Regions from separate parts of the Zea mays genome. Here region 2 is linked to region 1. The links are chromatin contacts, called in public Hi-C maps. All regions are on one chromosome and are shown on one strand. Each heading gives the region's core, a stretch centred on a gene start, on an enhancer-like site or on the middle of the called end of the contact. The rest is flanking DNA. Distances are from core to core; before and after follow the strand shown. Region 1 holds the start of LOC542304 (abscisic stress protein homolog). Region 2 holds the start of LOC100273549.

Region 1 (4,205 bases), core at 729-3,228:
TTACCTCAATAATCATGGATTATCCCGTAAAAATGTTAAAAATGTGCGTTCTCGTCTGCGTCATCTGCAACTGCTTAGCAAAGCGACTCGTTCAAATGTTTATTTCATTTGTAAAAAATGTAACGGAACATTTTCTAAAACCGACATATAGTTATGTGCGCGTAAATTTTTGCTAAGTAGATAAAATTATTTAACTCAGGTTTTATTTACCTCAATAATCATGGATTATCCCGTAAAAATGTGCGTTCTCCTGTAAGTCAGGCTGCGTCATCTGCAACTTCTTAGCAAAGCGACTCGTTCAAATGTTTATTTCATTTGTTAAAAATGTAACGGAAATAAAAAAAATGCATTCGTTGAGAGTTGAACTCAAGACCTCCCGCTTACTAAACGGGTGCTCTAACCAACTAAGCTACGAAAGCTCTTGTTTCTTTTGTTTTGTTCAACTTATTGTTATCAAAAGTTAAGTTATGAACTTGCAAAACGTTCCATCTGTAGACATTTTTTTGTTGTTCCGTATCCAAATGTGGTTAATGAATAGGTCTGGTATAATGAGAGACCAAGATCTCACATGCCGATCATTATTTACTCTTCAGCTTATTCGTCATTTACAATTTTATTATAAATGTGAACATGAATTTTTAGATAATTATAAAATGCAAGTATGTGGTCCTTTTAAAAAAAAAACTTGTGAGTATGTGGTCCTTTTCTAAACTTGTGAGTACGTAAATTTTTAGAAAGGTGTTTTATTCTATCTTTTTTTTTTGCAGTTTAGATATGTGTTATTCTTGATCTTAGTAGTACAGGTAGCTTTAATTAGCCGCAGTACTCTCATATACTATATATATATACGATTCACATATTTAGAAAATGTATACATTTTGTAAAACCGACATATATGATTCATACTATATGTGCGTGTTTTTTTCTCTCTAGGTTCGTAAACAATATTTAACTTGGAATAAAATTAATACACCCGTTAAAACAACACGGACGAGTTTTATCTCGGTCTAGCTACCAGCTTGAAATAGTAATTTCATCCATACATAGTTTAATAATCAATAAAATATAATATAGTAAAATATAACATAATGGGTACTAATACTTTTGGAGAAACGTAAACAACTAAACATGTAAGTAAATCAGAGTTGCATACATTTTTTCGGTCCTCGTACCACGATCATACACAAGCACATGCATACACACACGTATACATACGATAGATTACGTAGCCACGCTTATTCGTGCATCACACGAGCGCATACATACGTACGCGCGCACAACACGGCGGGCGCTCGATATCACTCTCACACGCACGCGTAGCACACGGGGAGGGACGACGATACGGGAGGATCAATCAGCCGAAGAAGTGGTGCTTCTTCTCGCCGCCGGCCTCCTCGGCCTCCTTGTGGTCCTTCTTCTTCTCGTGGTGCTCGTGGAAGGCGAAGCCGCCGGAGCCGACGGCCGCCGCCGCCGCGACCTCCTCCTCGATCTTGTGGCGGTGCGCGTGCTCCGGGTCCTTCTTCGCCTCGTGCTTCTCGTACTGTGCATGTCCACGTCACACGAGGTGACCGTCATTCAGTTCGTTCGATTAATATATATATTATTCTTTCTCGTTCATGTATGTATATATATATACTACTCAAGGAGGATCGGATCGGACGGACTACGTACGAGTGCGAAGGCGCCGGCGGCGATGGCGCCGGCCTCGCCGAGGTGCTGCTTGTGCTTGTGCTCCTTCTCCTCCTTCTTGTACTCGTCGTACTCGTTCTCGCCCGTGGACACCACCTCCGTCACCGTGGCCTCCGTGTACTCGGCGGACTCGCCGTACCCGCCGGCGGCGAGCTGCTCCTCGTCCTTCTTGTGGTGGAACAGGTGGTGGTGGTGGTGCTTCTCCTCCGCCATGGATAATGAAACGAGCTAGAAGAGGGATGACCGGCCTTAATTAGCTTGTTGGAGGGAGAGCAAGTGACAATTGGATCGACAGCTGTTCTTGCTTGTTGCTTGGCAGTTGCTCATCGTCTTATATAGCCGGATGGAGGGGCCCTGTGGACTGAGCTGGCATGGCATTATGGACGGTGGTGGAAATCAGTACGCGTATCATTATTATCAAAATTCAGACATGATTAATTAGAAGCGATATGCACCGTCTACAGAACATCTTTATATTATATACATGATTCAACTATTTGCATGATCGAATATACAATTATTCCCTTATAAGATAATACAGATTGTTACAAAACTGGTACTCAACCTACTAAGTTGGTGTTTGATTTTTAGAGACTAAATTTGTAGTCCATCTATTTTATTTCAGCTTAGTCCATAAATTATTAAATACGAAAACCAAAACTCTATTTTAGTTTATATATTTAATAATTTAGAGACTAAACTAAAATAAATGGACTAAAAATTAGTTCGTAAATTAAACATCCTCTAAGATCGTTTAAGATTAAAGTCAGTTGTTTGACTATTAGAGTTGTAATTCATAAAGACAAAAATACTATAAAAATAATAGAATCTAGTATAAATTAAAACCAAACGAACATGTTCCAAACCTTTACTGCTTGCCCAACCGGACAGGGCAGCTTATTTGGGCGGTGGGCCCACAGATGTAGTTGGGCGGCAGGGCCCACCGAGCTCGTGGTCGAAGCAAGCTGAGATACAGTGTCGGCAGGGCAGACGGATGATCCTTGGAATATCCGGAAAGCAGTTTTTTCCCCCACACACCGAAGCCAGCTTTTATATGGGTTTGACACGTGTGCCCATATGTCGGCTGCACCTCTCAGTCTCATCCTCCTCCTCTCGCTCTTTCACACCGACCACCAGCGCCTAAAATATCAGGCATATGATTTGTTTCCACACATCTAGTACTAATGCAACCGGATCATATCTCTTTTCACGAGGAGAAGATGACGGTGTCGGCCGGTTGGAAAAAAAAATAATGCAAAAGGCTACCAAGATACAGCTTCCCTCGCATTAAGACACGGAATGCCGATGGCGACCCTGAACCGAAGATATTTATTCCTCTTCGCTGATCGATTTAGGGTCCCGCGGATTCGACTGATGGAGACAAAAAAAACTAACATTCATCTACAGTCTGTGTCCATTCATGTCAAAGATGATTGCATTCTTCATGAGGCATATACATCTACTATATTTAAGCAGGAAAATCTTTTTTGTGAACATATTGATCAGTCATCTAAAAAGCTTAAGTTGATGGAAAAAATTAGTCAATCTATCTATACACTTCACAATGAGGTCGCAGCACTAGGGATGAAACCCCGCGGCCGCCCGCTTTAACCACCGCAAAATATTCTTCTTGCGGTTGTGCGCTATGTTGTCATTATATGCCAGAGATAGCCAAACGGCCCTGCCCGGTCCGGGCCTGTTAAAACCTGGCCCGTTTTGGGTCCGGTCTGTTAGACACGGTTAGAAAACCTGGTCGGACCGTCTAAGCCCGCGGGATCGATTTTCTGTCCGAGCCCAGCCCGCAGCGGGTCTAAACGGGTCGAAAAACGGGCTAAGCAGGCCGTTAAACACGTTTTAGTGTAAAAACGGGCTTAACAGGCTTAAAGGTAAATGAGTCGTGTCGGGCTAGCCCACCGTGCCTAGTTTTCTGTCCGAGCCCAGCGCGCTTATTCGTGCCGGGCCGGCCTGGACACGCATACAACCGGGTCGTGTCGGGCTCGGACCGGGCCCAAACAGCGGGCTTCGTGCCGGGCTCGCGGACCTCAGGCTTATTGGCCATCTATATCTATCAGTATGTCTGATCAGTACGCATCATCTGATTTGATCTTATACTTCAGCTCTTCTAATTTGCTCCGAATTTATATTCGGAATTTAATCTAAAAATATCTCATATTTCAACATATTCAAGGATTATAATCTGAATTCTGCGTTTTTTCTTTTTTCTTTTTTCTGCAGCAAAAAAAAAACAAATTGGGCTACATATCCGTCCTCCACCGGTTACAGCCAACCAGACGTTCCAAATAATATCTCCCGCTCCTTTGCGCATAAAGGAGCACACCACCAAATTGCATTGGCAATGCGCGTGGGGCACAGGCACAATTCTCTCCAACTGATCGTCCATCAATCAGCGATTAGATAAATGGGTAGTACGTAGCATTAATAACTCTGTCTTGACAATGAGAGCGTACGTACCCAATATTATTCACTTCTTCTCTTCTTCCTTTTTCCTATTAGGC
Region 2 (4,205 bases), core at 791-3,290, 750 kb after region 1:
CGCGTGACCCGGAACAGCAGCGCGTACCCATGGTGCGGGTTGATGCCGCTGGTGCCGGCGCCGAGCTCGTGCATGTTGGCCTTGCCGGCGAGGACGGCCCCGCAGGCGCGCAGCTGCGCGACGCACGCGGCGTCGGCCTCGCAGCGCCGCGCCGCGCCCAGCCACCGCGTCCCGCCCGTGGTCGGGTACGGCAGGCAGTCGATCTCGTCCTTCACGCCCACCAGCACGCCGTCCAGCGCGGACAGCGGCGCCCCTGCACGCACACCATGTCATGTTGTCATGTCCGTCGCGCTCGCTCGCAGCTGACCAACGAGACGAATGATTGCAAAAGCAGCAGTAATCAATTGCTATTATCACAGCCTGGGCCCCGCCGCCTACTCCGGCCGGCCTGCAGTGAATGCGCCAGCCGCCGATACGGATGGAAGCATGGAGCAGGCAGGCGAAGGCGAAGGCGAAGAACTCTCGGCTTCTTCGCTGCTGCTTTACGCCAGGCAGTGACAGGAGGATCAGAGGCACCAGCAACTCGACCTGCAACTCTCTCAGATGCCGATTCAGAGAATTCGGCGACTCTCTTTCTTGTACGCCTCCTCAGTCCTCCTCCCTATATGTGGCTGCTAGTTACTTACTGCTTGCTACCGGCAATGGCGGCTGGCTGGTTGCAAAGCCAAGAGCTACAGACAAACTAGTGAAAGCTCTCCCACCCGTCGTCAGAGCAAAAGGCTGCCTGCCTGACCATCTTTTTTCACCCATCAAAGAAATGCACAGGAATGTAGTAGTAGTAGTATACAGTACCTCTCTGGTACCTGAGGGTGGATTCCTCGGCCTGCCTCATGACGTCGTCGGGGTCGCAGCTGATGAAGAAGGCCATATTGCTCACGCCAGGGCCCGAGCTCTCCCTCACCGCCGCGAGGAACCTCGCCGCCACCTGGACAGGCGTCACCTCGCCGGACCTGTACGCGTCGGAGAAGTCGCGGACGGTCCAGCGCCTGATGCCGCGCGCGTCGGCGGCCAGCGCGGCCTCCAGCCGCGCCGGGAGGCAGCCCACGGCCTCCTGGACCCGCTCCGCCGCCGACAGGTCGGGCTTGGTCAGCCGCACGCTCTGCTCCGGGGTGTCTGGAACAGCAACGACAGTCCGTCAGTGCGCTCGCTCGGTCGGTCAGGCCAGACAGGGACGGCAGAGCAGAGCAGAGCAGAGCACCTTCCCAGCTGTGCGATGCCGTGAACAGCGGCGGCTCCGGGATGTCGGCGTCGGACACCAGCTGCCAACAGTGGGTACAAGTACAATTAGAAGCGGTCAGAGAAGACGCTGAACTATACTGCAGAACACTCTTGTCGCCACAGTGCCGTACGTGCCGTGCCTTCCGCTGATGGCTGCTGCTGCCTTTCAGTTCGTTTCACAGGCAGGCAGGCAGGCAGCGTCTGAACTAGTCAAACTTGGGGCCAAACTTTCAGTTCGTTTGACGGAAGCGTTGGCAGAAAAGAGGTTTGATTCTTGAATTCAGCGGAGTTTTCACGGAAGGGGGATAGAGATGGATGGACTTTGCACCTTGTTGATGAGGTTGTCCTTCTTCAGGATGTAGAGCACGATCTGCCCGACGATGGGCATCTCCAGGATCCACACGAAGATCTTCACCAGGAGCCCGGCGACCCGAGGAGCTGGAGGTCGAGCGAGGACAAGGGGGGGGATAAAAAATTCTCAGTTCTCTTCTACTCCAAGCACTGAACTGAACTGAACTGGGTTCAGATCAGCAGAATTACAGATTCTCTTCTACTACTAATAGAACGACTGAGTTGAGGACACCGAGAATTCTCCAGGATGAGCGGGCAGCAGACCTTTGACATTGGGGCTGATGTAGAGCTCGTCGCTGCCTGGGCCGAGGTCCACGTCGGCGGCCGGCTTGTACACCTTGGCCGGCGAGCTGAACAGGCCCATCTGCGGCGGCGGCGGCGGGAACGGCAGACCGACACACAGAGAGAGACAGACGGGAGGAGGAGACGTACTCGCAGAGGGTGGTGGACAGACGACAGGGACTACTCCCGCTTGGCCGGATGCTGTGCGATCAGGCCGAGGGCTGGTTTTATACGCCGGTAATGGCGAGGAAAGAACAGCGACGACAGGAACGAGGACGGCCGGTTCCTTTTTCTTGGTGAGGAGTTAACCGGAGGGTGGGGATCGGAGGACAGAAGGGTAGAAGACGATGGGGAATTGCGAGAGGATGTAGATACAGAAGACAAGACAAGGCTGTGGCTTGTGGACATTCTTGTTGCGATTTTGGCGGGGGAGGGCGACGGCGGTTGCTGTGTCTTCCGACACAGGGTTTGTTCTCTTTCTTTACTTTACCAAGGCCTCGTCATCAAGTTCTGTTTTGCACGCCGATGAAAACGAAGACGACCACCTTGCGTGCAATAACAATTTTCTTTTGTTTTCTTTAAAAAGTTACAGGGTGTCGGTATCAATCAATACTTTACTTCTAATACCGAAGTTATCGACCAAGTGTGTCTGTCGTTAGTTTGGTAACCCTATTTTACTAACGAGCGTTTGGATTCCTTTATTTAAGAAAGATTGGAATTCATTTAATAAAGTAACATATTTAGCTACAAAATCATGGGATGACATGATTGGATCAGATTAAAAAAAAGTGTAGTACTTTACTACATTAGCCTCAAGGTTGGCTGCAATTAGGTCAAATTAAAAAAAAAAACGTACCACATTAGCCTAGCTCAAGGATGTAACTGGATCGGAACTGATTTATGGATTTGGTTAAATGTGTACACAATGTTGACTTAAAGACAATTCTACAAAACTAATTTATATTGTCCAGGTATGTAGCGTCGTCGCCGGCTTCGATTGGTTAGTCACTCTCACTCATGCGCCGATTTTTTATTTTTATTTTTTTACATCCCCAAGGTCGGCACTACCTCGGTCCAGGTAATATTCTAGTTCTGTTTCTCCTCAACTAAACTTAGGCCCCGTCCATTTGTTGTTACGGATTGATCGATGGGCTGCAACGGTTCCTTTTTAGAGAATGGATACCCGTCCAGCTTCACCTCATTTGGAGGATTAGTCAACACACTAAAAGTTTTTACATGTAGTGGTCACACAACTAGCCACACATACATATATGGAGGAACTCATTCTTTAGTTTGTACGTATAAATTTGACGATATGAAATAGTAATTATACTCATAGTTTTCACATATTACATCAATATAACACCAAATGAACACAGCTTATCACTCATCAATTCGCACGCATGTTCATTAGTTTAATCCACAATCATAGTCACATAGACCAATTTAACACACAGACACGATTCATCAATCATCAGTTTAACTCATGGCATCACTTTAACTCATAGGTAATATGCACCACACGTACATATAACATGTATCAATCGGTGTGTAAATGATATGCATACCGGGGGACAATAGATTTGTGTTCGGTGGGGTACGCTAAGGAGCTATGGCACAGGGGGGGGGGGTCATACTGGTTCAGGCCGTGGCCCAGTCCAATATAGTGCTGATGGAAGTATATTGCTTAGGAGTATTTTGTCCAGTCTTTTTTATAGGTCAAGAGTGGCATTTACAGTCGGGACTTGTGTTCTACTCGAGGGGGTCATTCGTTTGTTGCCCCTGGGTTGCTCCCCTGTCCTCCTCCTGGTGTCATCAGAGCTTGCGACAAAATTAAATCGAGCTGAGCCGAGTTGAGTCTGAGTCGAGCTAATCACGAGTCGAACCAACTCACGGATATTTTGTCCAGCCCACGACCCCGACGATGTGTGCGTGGTGCAAAGATAGATGTAGAGATGTAACGGGCTGTAACCACGTCCCAGTCCCACCCACCAAACTCATTCCAACTCGTCACTCCACAGAAAAAAAAATGAAGTGCGTGGTGCACACTCATGCCAGTACGTATACTACGTACCCTTCTCACGTCACCCTGTACACGAACCAACCAACGATCGCCAATAAATGCCGCCGGGGTTTTCCATGCACCAACGAAGAAGATCGATCACGGGCACGCAAAAGAAAAGAGGAGTACAAAAGTATTCTAGAAGCCGAATAATTAAACTACTAGGACTATGCATGAGAAGAAGAAGAAGAAAAAAAAATGATGGGAGGAAGAAGATCCAATCCGATCAACTAGATGTTCCAGCCATTGATTTGGCTTTGTATGTATGCGCGCCATTTATTTCTCCTCCTCC

Evidence for each region. Hi-C and Micro-C count contacts between places; a contact is called where the count stands out from the background.
Region 2: a contact with region 1 is called in a Hi-C map of endosperm, with 2.5 times the contacts expected there. The contact joins the promoter of LOC100273549 here to the promoter of LOC542304 in region 1. A contact is called at or near these places in 3 of 25 Hi-C or Micro-C datasets (bundle sheath, endosperm and tassel).

Annotation. Positions count from the first base shown.
Region 1 is chr10:8,665,440-8,669,644 of Zm-B73-REFERENCE-NAM-5.0, forward strand. It overlaps LOC542304 (abscisic stress protein homolog), which reads right to left and starts at 1,979. Exons shown (of 2, transcript NM_001111891.2): 1 at 1,672-1,979; 2 at 1,133-1,540. The coding sequence starts at 1,902. The coding sequence ends at 1,355. It overlaps TRNAT-AGU (transfer RNA threonine (anticodon AGU)), which reads right to left and starts at 419; the gene lies at 346-419.
Region 2 is chr10:9,416,209-9,420,413 of Zm-B73-REFERENCE-NAM-5.0, forward strand. LOC100273549 reads right to left here and starts at 2,041. Exons shown (of 15, transcript NM_001347205.1): 1 at 1,834-2,041; 2 at 1,547-1,656; 3 at 1,199-1,259; 4 at 793-1,113; 5 at 28-253. The coding sequence starts at 1,933.